Regions from separate parts of the Mus musculus genome. Here regions 1, 2 and 3 are each linked to region 4. The links are chromatin contacts, called in public HiChIP or PLAC-seq and promoter capture Hi-C maps. All regions are on one chromosome and are shown on one strand. The core of a region is the stretch at or near the end of the contact, and the rest is flanking DNA. Distances in the headings are between cores, read along the strand shown.

Region 1 (3,354 bases), core at 140-2,639, 1.7 Mb after region 4:
CCACCCCCCAACAAAATACCTTTTTCATTTTCTGAACAATGTGTTCTACTATCTTGACCCATGTAGTAGTCAAAAAGCAAAGAATTTAAATATGAAGTAGCTCCAGCAAAACAAAGGCAAAATCGTTAGAGACTAGATTGATGATAGATTCTATTCTTTGGGAAATACTAATTTTGCATTAAAGTTATTGTATCTGTCTTTATTGACTCCAAAATATGCTTACAGTATGGAAACTGTACATTTTTGTTTCTGAAGCTCTTGGATTCCCTGAGCCCAAGAGCAGGACATCAAATGCCTCACTTTGTCCTGAGCTGTGAGCCAGGCTGAAGCAGCTGCTCAGGGCTGATTTGCCTTATGCGTACAGCTCTGCCCAGAGCTGATAAACAAGGCCCAGAGGGACAGCCCTCCAAATCACCCCACCCACGCACAGAAGACTCCTCCTGTAAAAACCATTCATTTCATGATTTCCCTCCTCCTTTTAACCAGTCTTCTCTTAGGCCATCAAAATTTATGGTTCTGGGCTCTACTTTCTGATGCCATCTCATAATAATTACAAAACCCTTAATTCCTTATAATCACACACACACACACACACACCACAGTGGCTTAATTGGCAGGACTGGATGTTGTGGAACAAAATTGTGTCTTCATCATACAAAAGACTTAAGTGTAATGTAAAACTGTTAGGAGGAAACCTGGGGTAAAGCTTCATGACATAGGTCTTGCCATTGATTTCTGAGACACAGGCACAAAGGCAGGAGCAACAGAAGCAAATGGGATGACCAGTGGATGGGTTGGCAAAGAGATATGGGATGTGGAACAGTCAGAAGGTGGACCTGGAGGGGGATAAAATCTGGAGTGAAAAAAAAAAAAGGTTAAATAATTTTAAGAAAGAAAGAAAGAAAGAAAGAAAGAAAGAAAGAAAGAAAGAAAGAAAGAAAGAAAGAAAGAAAGAAAGAAAGAAAGAAAGAAAGAAAGAAAGAAAGAAAGAAAGAAAGAAAGAAAGAAAGAAAGAAAGAAAGAAAGAAAGGAAGGAAGGAAGGAAGGAAGGAAGGAAGGAAGGGTGAAAGAGAGAAACATGTCTCCTCTGATTCCCTCAGTTCTCCAGTGTGAAATCAGAAGAAAGGGAAACCTGGAATTTCTTCCTGATTTTTAAATTCTCTTACCTTATAAGCTCTGTGACTGAGTAAAACACAGCCCAATACAGGCACTTGCCTTTCAAATGTCACTGGTTTTCCTCCAAACTTTTGCATCTGAAAACTTTGTTTCCTTTCCTTTGTAAAATACCTACTGAGGTCCAGAGAGCCACAGCCCCCCAAACTGCTGAGTCACCTTGTGTGTGGAAGTCAGCAGCTGCCTCAACTGAATATGTCCCCTGGAGATAATGCAGATTGTCTACGCTTGGCGGGACTCTAAAACTCTTTTTTTCCTCTGGGCCTTTGCCACATTCACATTTCTGACATTCCTATTTGAAGTGGACTGGACATTCAAAGAACTATTTTTCTCTCTTAGCTACATTTCATCTTGCAAAGCCTTAGACTGAGCTGAGCAGAGATGGAAACTCCAAAGGAAACTGTGAGTACAGACGAATTCTCATTCCTGATGAAGTTAGGAAAGCTTGTCTCCTCTGAGCCTTCCATTCCATCCTCACAGGGTCGTTAAAAATTACACTTATTTGATTTTAACGTAGCAAAGAGTTTTGATTTTAATTCTTTTATGAAGGTTTCACTTCTAAAAATAATGTAGAACTTTACAACTATATAATAATAATAATTAATAATAATAATTTTAATAATTACTTGCTCAAGTCAGATATTCAGAAAACTACTAGGTAATTTGAAACCAAATAATCCCACTAAAAATTGTGCTCTTGTGGAATGACTTAATTTTAGAGTCATCTCAGGAATTACTGTCTATAAAAAAACTATATTTAGAAAATAAAGTAACATCAAAATATAAACGGTATTGCATATTTTGGATAGAAGATGTAAGGAGAGCAATGCACTATAGAAATGTCTCTATGGAATTTTTTTCTAAATATTGTTACACAAAAACTGGATTTCTTTAAATTAAAGCATGATTTTGTGTTGATTAATAATAAATATTTTATATTCCAAAATCCAATTATTAAAACATTAATGATTTATACTTTGTGACAAGTGAGAAGACAGGTTACATTTAGATTTTCTTTTAAGCAGCTTTTTTTTTTTTAGTAAATCAAATTAGAAGAGTACATAATACATGATCTAGACTTTTAAAAAGGAAAAGTACTCAGGTTTATGTGTGTGATTCACTAAAGCAATTACAAACCATCTGACTGTTCCTTAAACTTACAGGATAACCAGCACTTATCAATGTTGTTTAGCCTTTGAAGGGTATAAATTACCATTTCCCCCCCCCCCCGTTTTTTTTTTTTTTTTTTTGTGAATGTTGTGGCACCAAGTTTTTTTTTCAATTTTTTATTAGATATTTTCTTCATTTACATTTCAAATGCTATCCCAAAAGTCCCCTATACACTCCTCCCGCCCTGCTCCCCTACCCACTCATTCCCAATTCTTGGCCCTGGCGTTCCCCTGTACTGGGATATATATATATATATATATATAATGTATGTATGTATATCTGACATTCTGTGGCATTGCTTCAGCAGTCCAAATTTCTTCTCTCTATAGAATCTAAAAATAGCTATTTATAGTTTAAAATTATACAGTTATACAGCACCCAATAACCGTATGAATTAATAGGCTTAATAATTTGTGAACATAGATTCAATATGGATGAAAGCCTTGGGATATGCAAGAGGGATCGCATTCTAAACATGAGAACTAGCCACAGCTACAGGCATTATTTATTTTTCTTTGTATAGCTTTAATTAACATAATGTGTATTGTGGGATATAGAATAATATTTCAAAACATGAAGAGACTTTTTCACTTACAGGCTGTCGAGAGCAGCGGACCAAAGGTCCTAGAAACAGCAGAAGAAATCCAACACCGAAGAGCGGAGGTGTTAAACCAGTACCAGAGGTTCAAGGATCGCGTTGCCGAGAGGGGTCAGAAGCTTGAGGAGTCTTACCACTATCAAGTTTTCAGGAGAGACGCAGATGACCTGGAGAAGTGGATCATGGAAAAGCTTGAAATTGCAAAAGATAAGACATATGAACCCACAAACATACAGGTAACTCAGTGCCACAAATGTCTACAGAACTCACCCTGAGTTCTCTAGAGACTGAAGTGGCCTTTTCCTCATGTTAATGTTGAGGAGGTGGATGTAAGCATGCCCTGATTCTGTGTACAGAACAAAGCCAAAATGGTAGAATGGGAACTTAAAAAATTCAGTTAAGAAAAAGGCTGG
Region 2 (3,409 bases), core at 489-2,988, 1.0 Mb after region 4:
TATAATGTCTAATTGTCTTTTTCTTTTTAATCCTCCCTCCCTTGAGACATTGTTGACTGACTGAGCTGACTTGCTTATAATAATAATAGAAAGATCAGAATATCATGGTACATTTAGAAGTTCATCTCTATGGAGGCTCTGCCAGAGCCTGACTAATACAGATTGCAGATGCTCGCAGCCAACCACCAGACTGAACAATGGGACCCCAATGGAGGAGTTAGGGAAGGACTGAAGAAGCTAAAGGGGTTTGCCATCCCATGGGAAGAACAACAATATCAACCAAACAGAACCCCCAGAGCTCTCAGGGACTAAACCACCAACCAAAGAGTATACATGAAGGGAACCATGGCTCCAGCTGCAAATGTAGCAGAGGATGGCCTTATTTGGTATCAGTGGGAGGGGTGGTTCTTGGTCCTGTGAAGGCCCAATGCCCCAGTGTTGGGGAATGGCAGGGCAGGCAGGCAGGAGTGGATGGGTGTGTGAGGGAGTACCCTCATAGAGGCAGAGGAAGAGGGGATGAGATAGTAGGTTTGAAGAGGGGAAACTGGGAAGGTGGATAACATTTGAAATGTAATAAAATAAAATAAAAATAAAAATAAATAAAAAAGAAGTACATCTCTTGATTGTTAAAAATAAGTAAAATCTTTTGCAGTGATTTAGAAAGTTTAGCTACAATAATTAATAAACTTAGCGAGCCTGGTCTAATGTTCACAGAACTTTGAAATCAATTAAGAGCTTCTATCCAAGTCCTCTGCTGTGGTACACGTATTCTTCAAACTGTTCTATAAATGGGCAAGATACATGTGTTCTAATTAACTTTCCATCACTCTATTACACTTCACCATTAGAGAACCAAAAGGAAAACAAAATGGCCAAAAACAACTTTCGTGATGGTAGAAATTACCAATAATGGAAATACCACCTTTAGAAAGGTGTGAAGAAGAGAACAAACAGAATGTGTTTGGGAAATGGTTAAACCATTGTGTGTTTATATATTATGATCCTGAGAAACTTCCTAGTGATAGGATACTAGAAAATTCATTTCATGTCCAGAGGCAGTTTTTATTCACAATAATTTTTCATGTCACTATCTTGGCTTTTTCCCACTCACCCACAGATCCCAGATAACCATGAACTCCCTATCCGAGCTAATTATAGCCTTCACATTATCCACTTATTCAGATTTATACTTAGAAAGTTCATTAAACAATCTAAAATATGCAAAATGTTTTATTCTTAGCTCATTCCTCTGTGGTGGAGGACTAAAGATGTCTGCCATCTTTTTGAGTGACTGACCCTAATCCGGCTGCTGTGGGCTCACTGCTGAGTGCAGCAGGCACCAGATCAGCACTGCCTCCTCCACAAGAACCAGCAAAGGTCTTTTCACTGTCCTTGTTGTTTTTACAGATGTAGCCAATATCTACCATATCTACAGAAAACAGGTAGAACTCACCTTGCTGGATGTTTCTCTAAGGATGTAAAGCTGAGATCTTCTACAGGGCAGGACTAGAGGCTTCTCCACTCCTCTTCCTCCTCTTCTCTTTTGTCCTTCTTCTTCTTAAAGTTTGTTGGGGACTGGGAGGAGTTGGTGTGTGTGTGTGTGTGTGTGTGTGTGTGTGTGTGTGTGTGTGTGTGTGTGAAGAAGATAAACCAATAAATCTCTTGGGAACTGGAAAATGTAATCTACAGAAATTCTCAGGTTAGACTCACTCCATGGACTGAGGCTTGCTGAATGTCTCAGCTGGGTGTTGTTTTGTGGGCAGAAGAGCTAAGAAATAGCAAGTTCTCCTCCCAGCAGAGTGCATCGCTTTCGATTTCCTCAGAGACTGAAACTCGACAGTTTTTTCCTGTATACCTTTTAGTCACCATAAGAAAGTCAGAGACAGTTACACTCCATTGATATGTTTTGCTTTTCTTACAAATCTTACAGGTACAAGAACCAAATATAAAAGCTCTGTATCCAACAAACTCACAAGGGAGTCACCAGGAATGTGCTCTCTTTTAAATAAAGATGAATCCCCAAAAGGCAAAGCTAAGTCACCAGGTCTCTTTCTTTCCTGCTCAGGATGCAGATGGCAGCAGGAGAAATTGGCAATTGCTAGCTGCTCTTGAATGAATTTCAAAAAAGAAAAAATAATCTGAGATGAAATTGCTTTTGGTTTAAACACTTCACTCCTTTGTTAGTTCCCTGGACTTTCCAGAGTACCAATGTTGTTAGAAACATAGGACTCCAACCTCACGTAAGCAGAAAGGATTTTGGCTTTAGCTTTCCTCTTTTCTGTTACTACTACTACTACTACTACTACTACTACTACTACTACTACTACTACTATTGTTAATTTATTTACTTTTAAAGACAGAGTCTCACTGTGTAGTCTTGGCTGGCCAGGAACTCTCTCTGTAGACCAGGCTCAGTTTAGGTTTAAATCTTTTACCCGGCTTTGGAAAGTAGTATTCTTTAACTGGTGATTGCCTTAGTTAAGAACTTTTAAAAACATGCCATCCTTTCATGTTTCCATCATTGGGAATTGCATTACCTTGAAGTATTTCTGAAACAATGTAGATGACTAGAAACTATGGATTTGCTGACTAGGTGCCATTTTCACTAGTTTCTTAGACTACATAAAATACTAATTAATCTCAAAAAGGAGAGAAGGGGAAGGAAAGCCAGAGAAGCTTTTCTTGGGAGAGCTAAGCCACTGGACCTGTGCTGTGTCTCCACCATTGATTCTGATTGCAGTCCTTTATTCATGGTGGATGGAGGTTGGAAAATACCATCTTTATCTTTCTTTTGTTTGGCCAATGTAGTTTTTCCTTTTCCTTTCTTCATCTTTTGAACTGATGTAGTAAAGAAAGGCCAGGGGAAGTTGATCCTACTGTTTCCGCTCAGTTCCTGCTTATGTCTCAGTGGATTTGCCTATCCCTGCTGCAGAAGCCCAACATAGCCACAAGGTAGCCAAAGGTACCAAGCTGGGACAAGCACTGTGGACAGTCTTTGTATGGATCATTCCAAATTACAGCATCAGAGAAAGAAATTATGGTTTAATTTGTGATGTGGCAAAGTGGTGATGTTACACTTTGACTTCTTATCTCTATTGCTGTTATTTGGTAGTCGATGCAGGGTCTGACTATGGAGCCCAGGCCAGTCTCAAAATTCAGCTCTCCACTATGCCTAATTTTATCATGTTTTCTTTATTACCAATTGACTTTATAAAAGGGACTTGCTCATATCTCTGAGATACAGTTTTACTTATAATTAGATATTGTCGCACATTTACCATCAGGATGAATATTAATAATGGAATCAAATAATAATTAAACATGAGTATTAACTTATTTAATGTTTTAATGAACTTTTCTCTAAATTAATTTTTACTTTTCACCATTTTATATAAAATTACTTTTTTCC
Region 3 (3,623 bases), core at 959-3,458, 1.1 Mb after region 4:
CTAGCCAATCATGTTAGAGGTTTCCTAACTGTTCTAGAAAATTCCTCCAGCCCTGCATAAATGGGGCCTGCGATCTCTTTGGGTTGTCTCCATTTTGTATGGATAGCTTACCCTGTCAAGTTAGACATTTCTGCAAGATAAATGCTCTTTGCTTTTGCATACTATTTGAGTCTTGGGTCTTTCTTCAGCCATTCTTGGGCTCTTACAGAGACAGAATTAATCACATAAGTTTGTGAAGTTTTCAAATAAAAATTAATGTTATGGGCTAAAGAGTTGGTTCAGTTGTTAAGAGTATTTGCTGCTGTTTCAGGACCCAGGTGTGATTACCAGCAACCACATGGAGATTTATCACCTCCTTGGGTACCAGGCATTTACGTGTTGCACAGACATACATGTGGGCAAAAACATTCATACACCTAAAATAATAAAAATTAAATCTAAAAAAAGTGAAAGTGGAAAATAATAAGGAAAAAAGTAATTTTATATAAAATAGTGAAAAGTAAAAATTAATTTAAAGAAAAGTTCATTAAAACATTAAATAAGTTAATACTCGTGTTTAATTATTATTTGATTCCATTATTAGTATTCATCCTGTGCGATAATATCTAATTATAAGTAAAACTGTATCTCAGAGATAATGAGCAAGTCCCTTTCATAAAGTCAATTGGCAATAAAGAAAACATGATGAAATTAGGCATAGTGTACATACATGTGATCCCTACACTCAGGAGGCCAGAGCAGGAAGAGCTACATTTTGAGACTGGCCTGGGCTCCATAGTCAGACCCTGCATCGACTACCAAATGACAACAACAACAGGGATAAGAAGTCAAAGTGTAATATCACCACTTTGCCACATCACAAATTAAACCATAATTTCTTTCTCTGATGCTGTAATTTGGAATGATCCATACAAATACTGTCCACAGTGCTTGTCCCAGATTGGTACCTTTGGCTACCTTGTGGCTATGTTGGGCTTCTGCAGCAGGGATAGGCAAATCCACTGAGACATAAGCAGGAGCTGAGCGGAAACAGTAGGATCAACTTCCCCTGGGCTTTCTTTACTAAATCAGTTCAAAAGATGAAGAAAGGAAAAGGAAAAACTACATTGGCCAAACAAAAGAAAGATAAAGATGGTATTTTCCAACCTCCATTCACCATGAATAAAGGGCTGCAACCAGAATCAATGGTGGAGACACAGCACAAGTCCAGTGGCTTAGCTCTCCCAAGAAAAGCTTCTCTCTGGCTTTCCTTCCCCTTCTCTCCTTTTTGGGAATAATTAGTATTTTATGTAGTCTAAGAAACTAGTGAAAATGGCATCTAGTCAGCAAATCCACAGTTTCTAGTCATCTATATTGTTTCAGAAATACTTCAAGGTAATCCAATTCCCAATGATGGAAACATGAAATGATGGCACATTTTTAAAAGTTCTTAATTAAGGCAATCACCAGTTAAAGAATACTACTTTCCAAAGCTGGGTAAAAGATTTAAATCTAAACTGATCCTGGTCTACAGAGAGAGTTCCTGGCCAGCCAAGACTACACAGTAAAACTGTCTTTGAAAGTAAATAAATTAATAATAATAATAGTAGTAGTAGTAGTAGTAGTAGTAGTAGTAGTAGTAACAGAAAAGAGGAAAGCTAAAGCCAAAATCCTTTCTGCTTACGTGAGATTGGAGTCATATGTTTCTAACAGCATGGTACTCTGGAAAGTCCAGGGAACTAACAAAGGAGTGAAGTGTTTAAACCAAAAGCAATTTCATCTCAGATTTTTTCTTTCCTTTTCTTTTCTTTGCTTTTTTTCTTTCTTTCTTTTTTTTTTTCTTTTTGAAATTCATTCAAGAGCAGCTAGCAATTGCCAATTTCTCCTGCTGCCATTTGCATCCTGAGCAGGAAAGAAAGAGACCTGGTGACTTAGCTTTGCCTTTTGGGAGTTCATCTTTATTCAAAAGAGAGCACATTCCTGGTGACTCACTTGTGAGTTTGTTGGATGCAGTGCTTTTATATTTGGTTCTTGTACCTGTAAGATTTGTAAGAAAAGCAAAACATATCAATGGAGTGTAACTGTCTCTGACTTTCTTATGGTGACTAAAAGGTATACAGGAAGAAAACTGTTGAGTTTCAATCTCTGAGTAAATCGAAAGAGATGCACTCTGCCGGGAGGGGAACTTCCTGTTTCTTAGCTCTTCTGCCAACAAAACAACACCCAGCTGAGACATTCAGCAAGCCTCAGTCCATGGAGTGAGTCTAACCTGAGAATTTCTGTAGATTACATTTTCCAGTTCCCAAGAGATTTATTGGTTTATCTTCTTACACACATACACATACACACACACACACACACACACACACACACACACACACACACACACACCAACTCCTCCCTGTCCCCAACAAACTTTAAGAAGAAGAAGGACAAAAGAGAAGAGGAGGAAGAGGAGTGGAGAAGCCTCTAGTCCTGCCCTGTAGAAGATCTCAGCTTTACATCCCTAGAGAAACATCCAGCAAGGTGAGTTCTACCTGTTTTCTGTAGATATGGTAGATATTGGCTACATCTGTAAAAACAACAAGGACAGTGAAAAGACCTTTGCTGGTTCTTGTGGAGGAGGCAGTGCTGATCTGGTGCCTGCTGCACTCAGCAGTGAGCCCACAGCAGCCGGATTAGGGTCAGTCACTCAAAAAGATAGCAGACATCTTTAGTCCTCCACCACAGAGGAATGAGCTAAGAATAAAACATTTTGCATATTTTAGATAGTTTAATGAACTTTTTAAGCATAAATCTGAATAAGTGGATAATGTGAAGGCTATAATTAGCTCGGATAGGGAGTTCATGGTTATCTGGGATATGTGGGTGAGTGGGAAAAAGCCAAGATAGTGGCATGAAAAATTATTGTGAATGAAAAGTGCCTCTGGACATGAAATGAATTTTCTAATATCCTATCACTATGTGTAGTAGGAAGTTTCTCAGGTTCATAATATATAAACACAAAATGGTTTAACCATTTCCCAAGCCCATTCTGTGTTGTTCTTTCTTCACACCTCTCTAAAGATGGTATTTCCATTGTTAATTTCTACCATCAGGAAAGTTATTTTATTTTCCTTTTGGTTCTCTAATGGTGAAGTGTAATAGAGTGATGGAAGGTCAATTAGAACACATGTATCTTGCACATTTATAGAACAGTTTAAAGAATATATGTACCACAGCAGAGGACTTGGATAGAAGCTCTTAATTGATTTCAAAGTTCTGTGAACATTAGACCAGGCTCACTAAGTTTATTAATTATTGTAGCTAAACTTTCTAAATCACTGCAAAAGATTTTACTTATTTTTAACAATCAAGGGATGTACTTCTTTTTTATTTATTTTTATTTTTATTTTATTTTATTATATTTCAAATGTTATCCACCTTCCCAGTTTCCCCTCTTCAAACCTACTATCTCATCCCCTCTTCCTCTGCCTCTATGAGGGTACTCCCTCACACACCCAACCACTCCTGCCTGCCTGCCCTGCCATTCCCCAACACTGGGGCATTGGGCCTTCACAGGACCAAGAACCACCCCTCCCACTGATACCAAATAAGGCCATCCTCTGCTACATTTGCAGCTGGAGCCATGGTTCCCTTCATGT
Region 4 (3,505 bases), core at 363-2,862:
GATACCACAGCCCAACTATATGGAGAAAATGGCTGATAGGTTGCCGCCTGGATGTCCGATGAGTTGATTTAGTCGCCTGGTGTAAGGAGAGTTTCAGGAAGTTTTCCTAGCCTGGAAGAGTCATAACTGTATGTGCGAGTGCGCGAGTGATGGAAACCACACCAGCATGTATCACTAAATCCAGAATAAATGTTTCTTTAAATCAACTTACATTGCACAAATACATGACTAAGCAGACATATTGCTCAGGGCTTTGCTATGAGCCTCACAGTGGCTCACACCAAACAGCAGCCTGGAACGAGGCACTCCTAACTGGGAGATACCTTCAGGCAGAACACTGGGGATCGATTTCCTGATGGCTCACTTGTCACCCTCCTCTCCCTGCCTTTAACTGTTCCTGCGGTGTGGCAGGAAGAACACATCCTTTGTTTTGCAGTGCCCTCTTTTTGGCCTTACTTTGCTGTTTGGTGTGGGGGCTAATAACTGCCTAAGAGAGGTGTGGCTAGTAATTGGATTCCCAAGGAGATAAGAGTTGAGGAATCCTGGAAATGAGCTGCACAGCTTTTTGGATTAAGCAGCAGCGATGGCAGCAGAATAATCGGTGGTGGTGGCGGTGGTGGCGGTGGTGGCAGAAGATTGTCTCCCTTCCTCTACTACCTACTACTAGGGTTTGTCAACAGTTTTCCACACTTAGGTTGGAGTAAGGTTCTCTAAGACAAGTTTGGAGGGAGACTTGGGGGTCTGGAGAGACCAAGAGCTCAGAAAATAAACATCTGAGAAAGAAAAGCAATCCCTGGTTGGTAGGAGGTTTTGTGGGGTGTGGGATGTGCAGGATTCAAGGACTGCTCAGCCCTGTCCTGTAGATCTTACTAAGGTACAAGGGACCAAGGTGAAACTGTGAAAAATCTTAAATCCTGAAATTATTCCCAGGAGACGTGTTAAAAGCCAGGTTCCCCTAACTTCCTGCCATGGATTTTGACTTTGTTTAGGGTAGGACTTACATTTTGAGTTTGTTTATTTATTTAGTGAAATACATTGCTAAGCTGCCCAGGTTGGTTTTGAACTTCCTGTCTTAGACTCCTTGTATTTTCAGTTAAGTCCCTCAGATCTAAGCTTGTGAGACCGCATACGCATCTTCAGGGCTAGAAGTGTTCTTTGGTCTAGTCAGACTCCTTCCTACTGTGGAATGTGTTTGGTTTAATGCTGCTTGCCTCTCAGCAGCCTGAACTCTCATCAGGTTTGGTTTGAATCCTCCCGGAACCCGGTAGCGGTAACCATGGTAACCTAGGGTGGAAGGGTCTGTGAGGGTAAAACCAGGATCCTCGGCTTAGCTCTTGGGGTCTTGATAGTTGAGCCCTCCGGGACCCATGGAAAGTAGACCCTTTAAAGTCTGAACCTGGCTTGAACTGGGTTAAAAGCCAAAGTGGACATGATGGGCGTATCCAAAGGGCGCAACCTTCAAGAGCCTGGTTCCAGCTACTCTAGGGCGGGAAAAGGTTGAGGGAGGGGTTCCTGCTTCTAAACTACCTCGTGACTGCTCCAGGAATTGGGCGGGGCGAGGGCGGGTCTAAATCGCTGAGTGCTAGTTCTTGGGTTGCTATGGTAACGCGTCAGCTCCGGCGGAGCCGGTGGAGGTGCCTGCAGCTGAAGCGGCCGCAACGATGGTGAGGGTCTGGGTAGCTGTAGTTCTTGAGTCCTGAAGTGGTTTGGGGCTCTGAGAGGGAAAGGTGGAGCTTTCTCTAAGAGTCTGGGGAAGACAGGAAGTTCTGGGAGTGAGGACGGGACGACGGCTGGAAAGGAAGTCTCAAAAGACTGGTAGGGTTGAATGGGGGATGTGCTGCACCTTCTCCCCCATCCTCTTGAGCTGAGTCCTCTTGGGCTGTGACGTGAGATGTTGAGAAGAGCACCCGTTAGAAGACCATAACCAGCAGGGTGATCATGGGAAAGGCACCTAATGTTTCAGAAGAGCCTCTGTTCTCACTGCGTGGGAATGATTTGGGCACATCATAAGCATTAGTGAATGAATGAATGAATGAATGAATGAATGAATGAATGAATGAATGAGGCAGGGAATTCCTGGGGGAATGATTGGGATAAGTCTGCCAGTCCTGATATTCTTTGGATGGCGGCGGATGGTCATGGTCATAGACTGTGAAGACCAGCAGGGCCTCGCAGGAGCCTGTGTTGGCTCTGAAGTGTTAGGGGAGTCTGCGGACAGGTGTCGGGGCGTGTGGTTACTGGAACTTACTTGAAATGGCTGGCCACTTGGGTGGCTGAGGTGGATATCTGGGTTGTCTTGGTAGGCCTCCTTTAGTCTCAGTGTCTGTCTTGCTCTTACGGGATTTAGTGGGTTTCAGAAGAAGCTGGGTTCCGAACTTCTGAGGACTCCCTGGCGTGCAGGGATGGGGGTCCCTTTTGGCTGTACATTTTACTTAACTGTCTTCCCTCAGCACAGCAGTGTGTGTGTGTGTGTGTGTGTGTGTGTGTGTGTGTGTGTGAGAGAGAGAGAGAGAGAGAGAGATATGACCTGACACTATGCCTGGTACCAAAGGACAAGTGTTAGAGGTAAGTTCTTCTGTCCTGTGTTAAAGGTGCCTTTTTCCCTAGCATTCAAGGGAATGCTAATCTCTCCCAAGCCCAGAGATTCCCACCCAGAGACCACTCAGGACAAGAGTTTGCCAAACTTACTGACCCTAACTTACTGGAATTTTCCTTTGGATAGGAATGGGCATACAGACATGTCAGGGGGCAGTGGGTTTGAGTAATCACCAGCAAGCCAGGAGTGTGTGTATAGTGCTAATCACAGCTTTTTGTTTGAGAGCATGGAGGGATGAGAGGTGGTGGCAGCAGGGAGGCTCATAGACAAGCTTCCAGAACTCCCCCAAAGAAAAGGATCAATAGATCCTATGGAGGGAGAGGCTGGAGGCTCATCTTCAACCCTGGTGTCAAGTTACCGGGATATGTCACAGGTGGGCAGCCTGGTCCATTTAAAGAAAGAGGACAACCAGGTGGATCACTCATAGCGAGAGGCAAGAGACCTGATGTGAGGGAATCCCTCCTTTCCCATAGCCAAGTCTGTGGAGTGGGAAGTACTCCCAGGCCAAGAATCTGAAGCCGGACTTTGTCAGCCTGTGTTGACTCTGTGTGCGAAAGAGGAACTGGATCTGAGTGGGAAGGAACGTCTAAGAATGAGCAGCCTTTGTCTTTGTTCCCTTGACAGGTGGTGGTGTACTTACGTCAGGGAAACTCCACACCGACCTATTCCAGTCCCGGCTTGCCTTGTCTTGCTTGAGTTTAAGCCAAATCCCCTAGATCCTGTCATATACAGATACTTTGTTCTCAACTAGAAATAGTTATGTATATAAATACTGTGTTTCTTGGTCATAAAATAGTTACCTATCATTGCAGAAAACTATTCAATATAAGAAACATGATAGTTACACTCACCCAAAATGCAGGGACCAGAGGGCAGTGGTGAACCACCCAAAATGCAGGGACCAGAGGG

What was found. Promoter capture Hi-C pulls out the DNA fragments that hold promoters and counts their contacts. HiChIP or PLAC-seq counts read pairs in DNA pulled down with a chosen protein or histone mark.
Region 1: a contact with region 4 is called in a promoter capture Hi-C map of hippocampal neurons, with 2.0 times the contacts expected there. The contact joins the promoter of Spta1 here to the promoter of Cfap45 in region 4.
Region 2: a contact with region 4 is called in a promoter capture Hi-C map of pre-B cells, with 4 times the contacts expected there. The contact joins the promoter of Ifi214 here to the promoter of Cfap45 in region 4. A contact is called at or near these places in 2 of 39 promoter capture datasets (hippocampal neurons and pre-B cells).
Region 3: an H3K27ac HiChIP or PLAC-seq map of large pre-B cells shows a contact between it and region 4, with 2.1 times the contacts expected there. The contact joins the promoter of Ifi209 here to the promoter of Cfap45 in region 4. A contact is called at or near these places in 1 of 39 promoter capture datasets (pre-B cells) and 1 of 115 datasets of contacts at active chromatin or transcription factors (large pre-B cells).

What each region holds. Positions count from the first base shown.
Region 1 is chr1:174,171,387-174,174,740 of GRCm38.p6, forward strand. It overlaps Spta1 (spectrin alpha, erythrocytic 1), which reads left to right and starts at 1,390. Exons shown (of 52, transcript NM_011465.4): 1 at 1,390-1,575; 2 at 2,941-3,177. The coding sequence starts at 1,555. It overlaps Gm36196 (a long non-coding RNA gene), which reads right to left and starts at 1,395. Exons shown (of 3, transcript XR_373720.3): 1 at 1,167-1,395.
Region 2 is chr1:173,534,219-173,537,627 of GRCm38.p6, forward strand. Ifi214 (interferon activated gene 214) reads right to left here and starts at 1,739. Exons shown (of 5, transcript NM_001024721.2): 1 at 1,454-1,739.
Region 3 is chr1:173,628,651-173,632,273 of GRCm38.p6, forward strand. It overlaps Ifi209 (interferon activated gene 209), which reads left to right and starts at 2,209. Exons shown (of 7, transcript NM_175026.3): 1 at 2,209-2,505.
Region 4 is chr1:172,519,518-172,523,022 of GRCm38.p6, forward strand. Cfap45 (cilia and flagella associated protein 45) reads left to right here and starts at 1,613. Exons shown (of 12, transcript NM_027972.1): 1 at 1,613-1,664. The coding sequence starts at 1,662.